3 separate regions of the Danio rerio genome follow, and all the other regions are linked to region 1. A link is a contact called in public HiChIP or PLAC-seq and Micro-C data. All regions are on one chromosome and are shown on one strand. The core of a region is the stretch at or near the end of the contact, and the rest is flanking DNA. Distances in the headings are between cores, read along the strand shown.

Evidence for each region. A called contact is a pair of places that touch in the nucleus more often than the background predicts. HiChIP or PLAC-seq counts read pairs in DNA pulled down with a chosen protein or histone mark.
Region 2: a Micro-C map of caudal fin shows a contact between it and region 1, with 8 times the contacts expected there. The contact joins the enhancer-like site here to the promoter of fsta in region 1. A contact is called at or near these places in 3 of 18 Hi-C or Micro-C datasets (caudal fin and embryo) and 2 of 4 datasets of contacts at active chromatin or transcription factors (caudal fin and embryo).
Region 3: an H3K4me3 HiChIP or PLAC-seq map of embryo shows a contact between it and region 1, with 4 times the contacts expected there. The contact joins the promoter of wdfy3 here to the promoter of fsta in region 1. A contact is called at or near these places in 1 of 18 Hi-C or Micro-C datasets (an unstated tissue) and 1 of 4 datasets of contacts at active chromatin or transcription factors (embryo).

What each region holds. Positions count from the first base shown.
Region 1 is chr5:41,447,019-41,451,200 of GRCz12tu, reverse strand. fsta (follistatin a) reads left to right here and starts at 2,205. Exons shown (of 5, transcript NM_131037.3): 1 at 2,205-2,373; 2 at 3,583-3,774; 3 at 3,985-4,182. The coding sequence starts at 2,280. All of the region lies in intron 1 of LOC141385704, which reads left to right.
Region 2 is chr5:41,173,960-41,177,828 of GRCz12tu, reverse strand. It overlaps cspg4ba (chondroitin sulfate proteoglycan 4ba), which reads right to left. Exons shown (of 10, transcript XM_073951251.1): 7 at 2,288-2,419. Among named protein-coding and RNA genes, the nearest start is that of cspg4ba, 27 kb to the right of the region's middle. Within about 2 kb of position 1,553, at least 22 of the 62 cell types and tissues checked have an H3K27ac peak or open chromatin away from gene starts, as enhancers often do. A contact at or near this core is called in caudal fin, where this site is marked.
Region 3 is chr5:41,128,638-41,132,563 of GRCz12tu, reverse strand. wdfy3 (WD repeat and FYVE domain containing 3) reads left to right here and starts at 2,267. Exons shown (of 64, transcript XM_073951250.1): 1 at 2,267-2,476. si:dkey-193c22.1 reads left to right here. Exons shown (of 9, transcript NM_001100034.1): 9 at 1-426. The coding sequence ends at 141.

The DNA.
Region 1 (4,182 bases), core at 956-3,455:
GTAAAGTGTATTTAAGTATACTTTTGATATTATTGCAAATTCTGAACACCACTTGGGATTAAATTGGCCAATTTTTTAGCTTCACTGTAAAAGTAGTAAACGTTGATTTATGTTTTATTTTTATTTATATATGGCACCTATTATAAGTGAACGTAGACATACATGTAATGTACTAGTTCAATAGCTAGCATTTTTTGTTTAAGCAACTATACTTTGAAGTATCGTCTCAAACAACTAGTTTTGTCATTATTATTTTATTAGTGTGTTATGGTATTCTACCAAAGGAACTTAAATGTATTCTTAATGTTGCAGCTGTATTACATTTACTTCAATTGGATTTAGGACATCACGGTGGCTCGGTGGGTTGCTGGTTTTAATCCCAGCTGGGTCAGTTGGCATTTCTGTGTGAAGTTTGCATGTTCTCCCCGTTGGCAGTTCATTCTGCTGTGGCGACCCCGGATTAATAGAGTGACTAAGACAAAAAGAAAGTGAATGAATAATTGGATTAAAAAACAGGTTTACTTGAATATTAAATATTCAGAATTAGGAAAATGTTTACCATCTGCTAATGAAGTATTATACAAAAGAGAAAAGGATTCAAGTCTGAAATTAAAATACTCAAAAATCCAGATTTGATGTGTTTTTGTCTGGGTAATAATTAATGAATTACAAAGTTTAAACTTTATTGTTTGTTCTGCTTGGCACAGAAGGGAAATTGGTCTGTAACACTGGATTTAAGACAACAGTTGCATACATACAACAAGCACACAATAACAACAATCATCAAGACAACAACATAAGTTAAACGTTTAAAAACCAATTTAGACCTTCAAACAGTAATCCTATTTAAGACAACAAATGCAATTGGGATTAATGAATTTTTAGAAGCATTTCTACAGGCTTTAGGAATTCTGAACCTGCGTCCTGATGGTAACAATTCAAATGCTGAGTGAAGGGCATGTGTATTAGGCCTATCTTTAAAAATCGCAACCGCTGTTTTTTCCATAAAGGAGTCAAATAGAATCTGCAGTGATCTAAGCATGATTTACAAGCTATTTGACAACAAAGTGGACTTATTAGGCTACTATAAACTCAAACATGTAAGAAAGTGTGAAACTATTCAATAAACTACTCAATCAAAAGAGTAAGAGTAAAAAAATAAATAAAAAAATAGGCTACTGAGTAAAAAAATAGGCTACTGAATTAGGCCCTAATATATCAGTGGTAAATACAGTACTGAATAGGCATTATAGTCGTCAGTTTAGGTAGATTGCACGTGTATTAGTTTTCAATCAAGATTCACTCGCCATTCATAATGTTTGTTATACAAGTAGTAAGTTTTGACCGAACACAGTGTTACTCCGACTTTTTCCTCAACGACTCTCAGTATGTAGGCTGGCTACCTGAAGGTAATGGTGCAGGTGTGTGTTTAGTGTGGTTCAAGACTCTTGCAGAAGAGGTCGCGCGTGCTCCTCCGCCACCGGGAAAATCTTGCTCCAGTCGGTCTCGCGTGTCTCACTTCTATGGAAATGAATGCCGTGTGTAGTCTGACTCGCGCCGCCGCCGCTCGGAAATTGAATAGGATATAGATCGTGATCCCGAAGGGAAACAGCAACACCTGTCTCTTCTAATAATAGCATTTATTGCTTTTATTCTGTAATCCATTGTCTCCCTGCGCAGATCACCTTTCAGCCGTAACCTTGTATTAAATGACACCCTCTACTGTTAATCAGACCTGTCATGGCCTAGAAAGTTGTGACATTCCCTAAAGGTTTGCGGTGACTGACTATCGGCGTGCATTTGTATAATTCGTACAGAGTCGCACACGTAGCTATGTTCATCAGATCTCACCGAGCACTTTCAAACATGTCCCTTTTGTTGAGGCTAAACCGGGGTGAGCCTAAATGTGAAACTGGACCAGACGCATCCATCAGTCGTGGACCTCCATCAGCAGCACAGCTCTTGCTTGGTTAGAAATTGGGCCATTTTTATTTATACTTCCTGCGACTCAGTATGCAGCAAAACTCTGAAGTGATTTAGGGGCAAGAGAAAGTTTCAAGCAGCTATGTCACCTGATTTGGATTGAAAGAAGTTGGGGAAAAAACAGTTTCTCCCCACCCCCACAGAGAGGAAGACCGCCCACACCACAGACAGTCGGCCCGAGACCCCTTATACACTTAAAAAGAGGTGGCACTCCGAGAGCTGCGTTCATTCAGCACTGCCTGAGTAAGAAGATTACTTTTGCGCTGCTCGTCTCTCTACTCTTTCTCTCTTTAAACATGCTAAGGATGCTAAAGCGTCAGCAGCTCCACCCGGGAATGATTTTATTACTCTTTTGGCTCTGTTATTTGATTGAAGATCAAAAAGTGCAAGGTGAGTGCACTTTTCTTCTTTTATTTCCTTATTTGTGTATTCAAAATTATTTTTTAAATGCTTTAGATGTGAATTTTTGGCTTGCTTTAGAATGAAAATGTTGCTTTAGAATAAAGGAGCTGCTTTAATGCAAGACAACTGTAAAGTTTTTGGCTTGCGCCTGCATTGGTGTCCTCGAGACAGGTGCGTCTTTACATGCACCATTATTTAAACAAATACAAAAACACACTGTGTTCAATCCGGAGGTAGATACTAATGTAACAGAACGTTTTATTGACCTAAAATAAGTGTTCAATATTGTCATAATTATAAGAACAGTGAGATGCATTTCTTGTCTTGATGATTGTGATAAAAGCAAATAAAATGTTTAATGGTGTTATTTTCTAGCAATAATGAAGGGTTTATATAGAATCATATTTAAATAAAGCTGCGTGTATGCATTAGACGTTCGATTGTATTTTTCCTCTAATAGTAGGTAGTGAAATTAGACACTGCCTACCTCGTCTGGCTTTCCAAAAAAAATAAAAAAATAAATCACTGGACTTAATGCAAAAAAATTGTGCCATTTTTATGCATTTAATTATTAGGATGCTTTTGCGTTCGTGTCATCCAAACGACACAGTCGTTTTTAGAAAACAAAGTTTGATAGAGCTCGCGTGACTGTAAGATTTAATTGGATTGTCTGGCTCGTGGTCTCCCCGGCGCGAATGCCTAATTTAATACATAAACACGACTGATTCCCCCCAGGCTTGACCCGACAGTTGAAAGAATAAAAATACAAACATCCGAAGCGTATTCTGGGCGGCAAATAAACGCGTTTGCAGCGCTCCTGTAAGTGTGTGCTGAAAGGCGATGAGCGCAGACAGTTGGCACAGGGAGCGCTCGAGGAACTGGAGTCTAGACTGCCGTGCACATTGTTTAAATAGGTACGAGTCTGTCAAGCTGACACTTACTTTCAGACAATAAATCTCTGCGCGCCCTTACACAATCGACGACAGGAAAAGCGTATTCCCGGAGCACCTTGACTTGTCTGGGTGAAGGCACGCAAGTGTAAAATAGTCGCATTACATTGGGGAAAAAAAAAATCAGACAAAATACAGCGGGGGAGGGGGAGCAGGAGAGCTCCAGCTAATACAGGCTGCACGTGTTGTGTCTGGGTCATTGGCTTCAGACTTTAATACGACTGGCTCTTTTTCTTTTTGTTTACAGCTGGTAACTGCTGGCTTCAACAGGGCAAGAACGGGAGATGTCAGGTTCTCTACATGCCTGGGATGAGTCGGGAGGAATGTTGCCGGAGTGGGAGGCTCGGTACATCTTGGACTGAGGAAGATGTGCCAAACAGCACATTATTCAGGTGGATGATCTTCAATGGCGGGGCTCCAAACTGCATACCTTGTAAAGGTACGATCCCGTCAGTATTGAATGAAATAAAACAAAGTAATTATTTAATTACAAAGTATTTATTATTACAAAGTAATCATATAAATAAAAGTAAAGCATAATAAGACATTCCTGTTCTCCATCACATCTTTCACATACGATAATTTATAGGCTACCAAATGTATGTCATAATACATAATAATAGAGTTTTACAAACCATGTGAATTTCAGAGACGTGTGATAATGTGGACTGTGGTCCTGGAAAGAGATGCAAAATGAACAGGAGGAGTAAACCTCGCTGCGTCTGTGCTCCAGACTGCTCTAACGTCACCTGGAAAGGGCCCGTCTGTGGCTCAGATGGAAAAACATACCGGGATGAATGTGCCCTTTTGAAGTCCAAATGCAAAGGGCACCCGGATCTGGAGGTCC
Region 2 (3,869 bases), core at 304-2,803, 270 kb after region 1:
GGGTTGTGGCTGGAAGGGCATCTGCTACGTAAAACATATGCTGGAATAGTTGGTGGTTCATTCCGATGTGGCAACTCCTGATAGATAAGGAACTAAGCCAAAGGAAAATTAATGAAATTTTAACATATATGTAAATAATTGTAAATGCCCAAAAATATTTATGTAGGTGCAGTGAAAAAAGTCTAGACAACAAATATTTGTATGTTGCTTTAACTTATTTTAATAAGTTAATCAGGCTTCAACTACACTTTAACTTAATATTTTAGATGAGATCACTAGAAAAGTTTATTTGATTCAACAGAAAAAAATTTGAAGTAGTGTGGCCAATTTTGCAATATTTTTAAACATTTGTTGCATATATGACATATATTTTTAATCATTTTCTTTTCAGCTAAGTCCCTTTATTAAACAGGGGTCACCACAGCTGAATAAACCGCCACCATATACAGCATATGTTTTGCCGCATCCCATCACTGAGAACGTTTATACACACTCATTCACACACATACACAATGGCCAATTTAGCTTACCCAATTCACCTATACGGCATGTCTATGTCTCTCTGTAGGGGAAACCAGAGCACCCGGAGGAAACCCACGCAAACACAGGAAGAACATGCAAACTCCACACGGAAATGCCAACTGACCCCACCGAGGCTCGAACCAGTGACCTTTTGGCTGTAAAGCAATGGTGCTACCCACTGCGCCACCGTGACGCCTGACGTATATTTTACATATTTGAAATCCAAATATGAATACATATGACACATTCAGTTTATACGTTGCATATACAGTTGAAGTCGGAATTATTAGCCCCCTGAATTATTAGCCCTCCTGTTTATTTCCATTTAAAGGCTTAACTAAGTTAATTAGGTTAACTAGGCAGGTTAGGGTAATTAGACAAGTCTTTGTATATCAATGGTTTGTTCTGTAGATTAGCGAAAGAAAATATAGCCTAAAGGGGCTAATAATTTGGACTTTAAAATAGATTTTAAAAATTAAAAACTGCTTTTATTCCAGGCGAAATAAGACAAATAAAACATTCTCAAGAAGAAAAAATATTATCAGACATTCTGTTAACATTTCTTTCCTCTGTTAAACATCATTTGGGAATCAGGTTGCTGTATGAGAAAAGTGGAACTAAAGGCAAATGAACTCTAAGTACATTCGGTTAAGCACACTTCTGTGAAACAATGGAAAAAGTTATTTCTGATGTTTACTTTTTGTTCAGTGCTTCTAAAAAAATTTACAAAGTTGAAGGCAGATGTAGCAGCTGATATTTTCTAAGATGTGGCATTTGACTAAGTGTTTCTAAAATTAAGAAAATGACTGTAGTCTAATAACTTTAGGGACTTTTCAGCTTCTCCACTGAGCTATTTATAGCCCGACAGTTTAAGTCATTTTGCTATTACGTGGATCATTTGCGCTAGGATTAAGAAACCATGACACACACTGTGTTGATACTAAGACAGAAACTAAGAAGTCTTAAGCGGCTACAAGTGGGTGGAGATAGAGTTGTTGACTTTATACAGAGCGGAAAGGAGGCGTCAATCTGCTGCTCTGACTTGGCTTGTGAAGCAGCCAGACTCTGATCTCACTGCTGTGAATAACATGACATGTTATTTCACTCTTCACTCCATTAAAAGTGATGAAGAGACCATTACTAAAATTATAAACAAAGTTATGGTATGAATATCGTCACACTGCAAAAAAATATTTTCTTACTTTGAGTTTTTGACTTGTTTCTAGTCTGATTATCAAAAAATTCCTAAATCAAGAAGAATTTTTCTAAAAACAAGACAATTGGTCATGTTTATTAATGTTGCGTACGCACAAAACGGGGGTGGAAACGTGTTAACGAAATCTCCCAGTCAAAATTTAGTAATCACAGCTGTAAGGAAACACTAAGCAAACCTATGTAGCTTATCATTATTATTTAAAATCATCATGTGATCCATTATCATTAATATAATTTTAAATAAAAATGAACCTTTATTCTGGCATACGTTCCTTTTAGTAAGGTTTCCACGCAAAATTTTTTTAATAATTTTTTTTGTTCTCATGAAAACATTTCTTGATTTAAGAATTTTCAGATATTTAAATAAGAAACAAGGCTAAAACTTCAGTGCATTATTTTAAAATACAGTACCTACAATGGTATATTTAATATATAATAGTATTTTTTAATTCTTCCCATTCCACAGTGTTAGACAGCACAGAATATTTTCTTACATATAACTTTTGTGGCAAAATACACCAGAAGTTCACCTAATGTTAATTAAAGTTACCTGGAAACACCTTAAGAGGTCCAGCCTTCTTTAGATTAAGAACCAGGGCACGAGCTGTAATACTGAATATCTGCCTAGAAGCAAAGTTTACACCATCATTGACTTGAAAGTTGAAGCCTCCTGCCATTGGGCCTGAGAAACAAAAGAGAATAAGCATCAGTAATTTGTGAAATTTGATCAGATTTATGTTTTGAGATGTTTTAATTCTTTAATGCCACATAATTGCACACCTCAATAGTATTTGATCTCATGTTACACACACCTTGCTTTTATTTTTTACAATAATAAAAACAACACATGACACGCTCAAAACACTTTAAGAACATTTGTCATATAGATACTTTTTACAAACATGAACACAATAATTATTCAAGCTTTCTCAATATTGTACTCATGTGTATGCAAACTCATAAAGTGTTTAAACCTCTGCACATGCTGAGCTTGTCTCCTTGTGAAATGCAAATTCAAACAAAGTTGTGCTATAAATATCGACGCGCTGACCATTAGGATAGCATTTATTCATTTTCTTTTCAACTTACTCCCTTTATTAATTAGAGGTCTCCACAGCAGAATGAACAGCCAACTTATCCAGCATATGTTTGTATTAATTTATTATTTTCTATTATTCTAAAGATGTTAGGTGAATGCAATCTTATATTAATGAATAAGAAGGTTTAATAAAACTTTATTAAACAAAACATTTTGTAAAAATGAAGCAATATAATGCAGTCTATATTTAATGAGAATTTTATAAAAACCTAAATGTTATAGGGGCTTTATACTGCAAAAAAAATTGCTGTTCTTACTTACATTTTATGTCTTGTTTCTAGACCAAATATCTCAAACTTATTTATAATCTAAAAGAGGATTTTCTAGACAAGCAAAAACTTCGGTCATATTTTAAGAAATAATATGCTAAAATTAAGTGAGTTGTTCTAAATCAAGCAAATTAATCTGCCAATGGGCTAAGAAAAATAATCTAGTTTTTCCTTTTGAAATAAGACTATTTTGCTAACCCCATTGAAAGATTGTTTTGCTTGTTTTAATTTTCACATATTATTTCTGAAAACAACTCAATATGCTTTACTTGTTTATGAAATACTTTTTGATTTATTTATTATTATAATTTTTTTTTTTTAGATATGGACTAGAAACTACACAAAAGTATTTTTTTGGAGTGTACTACCACTGTTGCAGTAGGTTTCATGACACTCCCTGTCTATTAAGTTGAGATAAATAACAGTAAATGAACTTGGCAAGTATTCAAAAGGGGCTTGAACCTGAGCCTTGGCTTGAGCTCAGATCCAGAACTATAATACTATGTGGAAAAATGAGAAAATAGAGGATGATGGGCAAAATATTGATGGGATGGCACAGTGAATGCTGTTTATATAAACTCATATTCATGAATGACAGTACTGAATGAACAGGCTCTTCCTGTGCCTGCGTTTGGAGCTTCATCACGCATAATACGAACAGTCTTGTACTATGATTTGAAGCACAATGCTACCATCTAGTGGTTAAATTCGATAAACCATGGCACATACAGTACCTTGAGAAAATGGTTTGGTGTGATATAATG
Region 3 (3,926 bases), core at 1,018-3,517, 320 kb after region 1:
CGGATGTCTCTGTATCTCATTCCTAAAATGAACCATACTGACATGGTCACTGATCTTATGGCTCCAGACAGGCACTTTTACCACACTGTTTATGGCTGTATTAAACATGAGTACAGTAAATTTCAGACTCATACTGACTGATTGATATTTTCATTAAAGTAATGAAATTAATATAATTTTTCAATGCCATACAGTCACAGTATTTTAGATATAGCATGTCATTTTTCATTTCACTGTAAGTTGACACATTGTGAACTTACACAAGTGCATTTTCTTTTCTACTGAAGAACCGTTTTCAATAACTCCCTATACAAAATGGTAACGTAAAATCATGTTGGATCTGTGCTTGTTAATTTATTGTGGGTAAACATACATATAATTTACCTGTGTAAATAATACAAATAAAATATAAATAATATATTCTAATGTTTTATCATAAGGTTTGTGTTTTACTGTTGTCCTCACTTATGTCATCCACATTTTCCTTGTCATTGTCATTATTTTCAAAGAAATGTTTATTTAAATCATACATACAGCTATAAAAATATAAGACATTTTATTTTATTCTTTAAACTACTGAGGATGTTTCTTCCTAATTTCATGTATGTGTTTTTTTTTTTTAAATAACAAAAAGATGCCAATGTTTTTAGACATGTTATATTCATTTTTAGACCATACAATTGGTTGAAAATGAGACAATAAAATTGGGTGGAATAAACCAGATTTTCACTTACAACAAATAAAAACATTTTTATTCTGCCCACCTTGATTTTATGAAGAAAAAAAATTAATTACATTATTTGTAATTTGGAGGAAATGTCAGCTGTATAAATTTTTTATTTGTTATGAGTTTATTATTGGTTATTAATATTAAATATATTTAGATTCAACTGTAAGGAAACTCCTTAAACCGGGTGAATATGCTTAAATCTTTTATCAGTATATGAAAATAATTTAGCCAAAACAGATGTCAAATGAATTATAGCATAGTTATATTGTCTGTTATTACAGATAAAATGATTAAATATAAACAGATTACAATTCAACACATTTTCCACATTGATTACACCTGTAACATGCACACACGCTAATTCTGCATCATAAATTTTCATTCAAATTTCTTTATCTATATATTACTTACTACAAGAAAATAAAAACAAGACTTGGTATACAAAAACAGCGCAGTGCTTCTACTTTTTTGGTCCATGAAAAAACATTCAAACAAACTTTTAACTGTTGAATTGATCACACTTTTATTGATTTCTTTGAATGTAGATTTTGATTGCTATATATACTGTGTATTTTTAAAATATGTATCTTTAAACCTCATTATCTAAAAATGACTTTGATGAAATGTCTGTGCTGAGCCATAAATCTGTCTAAAATGAAGGTTTTTACAGAGGAATATGTTCCCACTGCATCATTAGGTTTAACCATTATTATGCCATGTTCAAATATGAAATTTAAGTATTTTTTTAGTGTTTTATAAAATATTTTAAATGGGCATCACAGTGGCGCAATGGATAGCACAATCGCCTCACAGCAAGAAGGTTGCTGCCTCGAGCCTCGGCTGGGTCAGTTGGTGTTTCTGTGTGGAGTTTACATGTTCTCCCTGTTGGTTTCCTCCGGGTGCTTACCTCACAAGTCTAAAGACATGCTCTATAGATGAGATGGATAAGCTAAATTGTCCTTAGTGTTTGTGCGAATACGTGTGTGCAACCCGCATAAAACATATGCTGGTTAAGTTGGAGGTTCATTGCGCTGTGGCGACCCCTGATTAATAAAAAGACAACCGAAAATTAAATGAAATGTAATATTTTAAGATTAGTCAGTGTTACAGCAGTTCAGACTTTTTATTTTAATATAGAGCTAGGCTTCTTAATGCCTCAATATGTACACAATTGTCTGGCTAACTTTGGTATTTTTTTAAAAAATTGTCTATTATCAAAAAAATTAAACCTTCAATTTAGATTTTTGGGCAAGAAATGTGTGCAAATTACTGCATATTCAATCATTAAATAATGTCTTGTTTGGATATTTAAACATAACACTGGAAATGTATAATACAAATAGCATATTTGTCGTTGCTACTGTAGGCAAACAACCGAGGGAAATATGCTGATAAATATGAGTTATTTCCCCCCGTTCACCTGCAGTGTGCAGGCCACCGGTTTGTTTCAGACCAGCAGGTGTCGCTGTTTCCCGTGTAATGACACTCCACCTCCGGCGAGCTCTGAGTGAAGCAGCGTCTCCCACCACACAGCTCAGATGAAGTAGAGCTGGAGCTGCTGGGACGAGCTCGAGCCTGTGTTGTTTGGGATGTCGAGGATTAAATATGGCCACTAGCTAGCTGATTTACCACAGCCAGCGATCGCCTAGAAAGCAGTGGCATCAGCCGTGAAATATGGACTTGAAGAGCGCGAGAGGGTCTCTTTAAAGCGGTTCTCAGTTAAGCTTGATCGCATCGGCTGGTCTGGTGAGTTCTCATGGATATGCGGATACACTGGAGACATGCAAAACACACACATACACACAGGCGCGCACACACGCTAGCTTTCTTCCTCCAAAACACAGCTCCGTTATTATTTATTTCGACAAACGTAAAGATGGCATTCGGTTTATATAAATGGTTGTCCATGCAGTCCTGCTTGCTGGAAATGAAACGCACAGTTCGGGTTGTGTGTAGCCGGGCGATTAGCCGTGGCTAGGATAGGATAGATAGGTGGACTACGCTAGCCTGTTAACGTTAGCTGCAGGCGAATAATCATTCATGTGGAGACAATTCACAAATACTGTAGCTTATTGCGAAAGAGCTCTAGTTAATCGTATGCGTGATTATTATGGCTCATTTTGAGGTTATTTAGGCGGTGTCTGGTGAGCTGTAATTGTGTTGTGAGCTCGCACTGTCACTGAGGATATCGCCTCATCCACGACTGTAACGTTACTGGATTTGTTTTTAGCCGCTGTCAGTTTACAAACACGATGATATGTCATGTAATATTTTATAATCCGCTTGATATTCGATGTTATTTTCCTCTCTCGTGCTATTATAATTTTCCTGTATATTTACATTGTCATAACGTATGATTTTTGTCCTTGTATGCTTATTATAATTTATAATAATGTATATTCACAAAATGCGTATATTGTCTTTAACCTTTACGTTTTGTTTACTTTTACTGGTTTAATTTTTGTCAACTGTATGTACTGTACAGAGTTTACTTTGGCTGACAATATACCCCAGATGTCCATACTCCATCCATTCCATCCATCTGCCTGTCTGTCTGTATGTCTGTATGTTTGACTGTGTCTGTACTTCAATTTCCCTCTGTATCTGAGCATTTAAGTGTTATGGATGTGACATTTGCAGCAGAAACCTGAAACATGTATTCACAGAGAATTTAATACTATAGTGAAACATCTGTTTATAGGTCCCAAAAAAAAAAACTAACCACTAGGCATGGGCCGGTATATGATTCTGACGGTATGATAACCTTTTATAAAAAATATCACGGTTGGATGGTATTGTGGTTACTGCTCTAAAATATATTCTATTTAAATGTCTGGGTAAAAAACTAAAACTTTCCCCCCTTTGAACACAATATAGTTTATTTTGAGAAATATTTAAAGTATTTTGGAGCAGTAATCATGTCAGGTTAAATAATTTAAATGAATCATTGACCTCTGCTGTCTTCTTTAGTTTCAAAAACACAGATTTCTTTACCATTTAAAACATTTTTTGGATATCTTTTCTGTTGTTCTAAAAAACAAACAAAAAAGAAAAACGTACATGAAAATCCTTACATATATCGTAGGAATGGTATAGCAAAAAGAATTGGTGGTTTTAAAACCTTTACTATTTCAAAACCGTGGTATACCTTTAAAATGGTTATCGTCCCATGCCTACTAACCACAGAGTTAAGGAA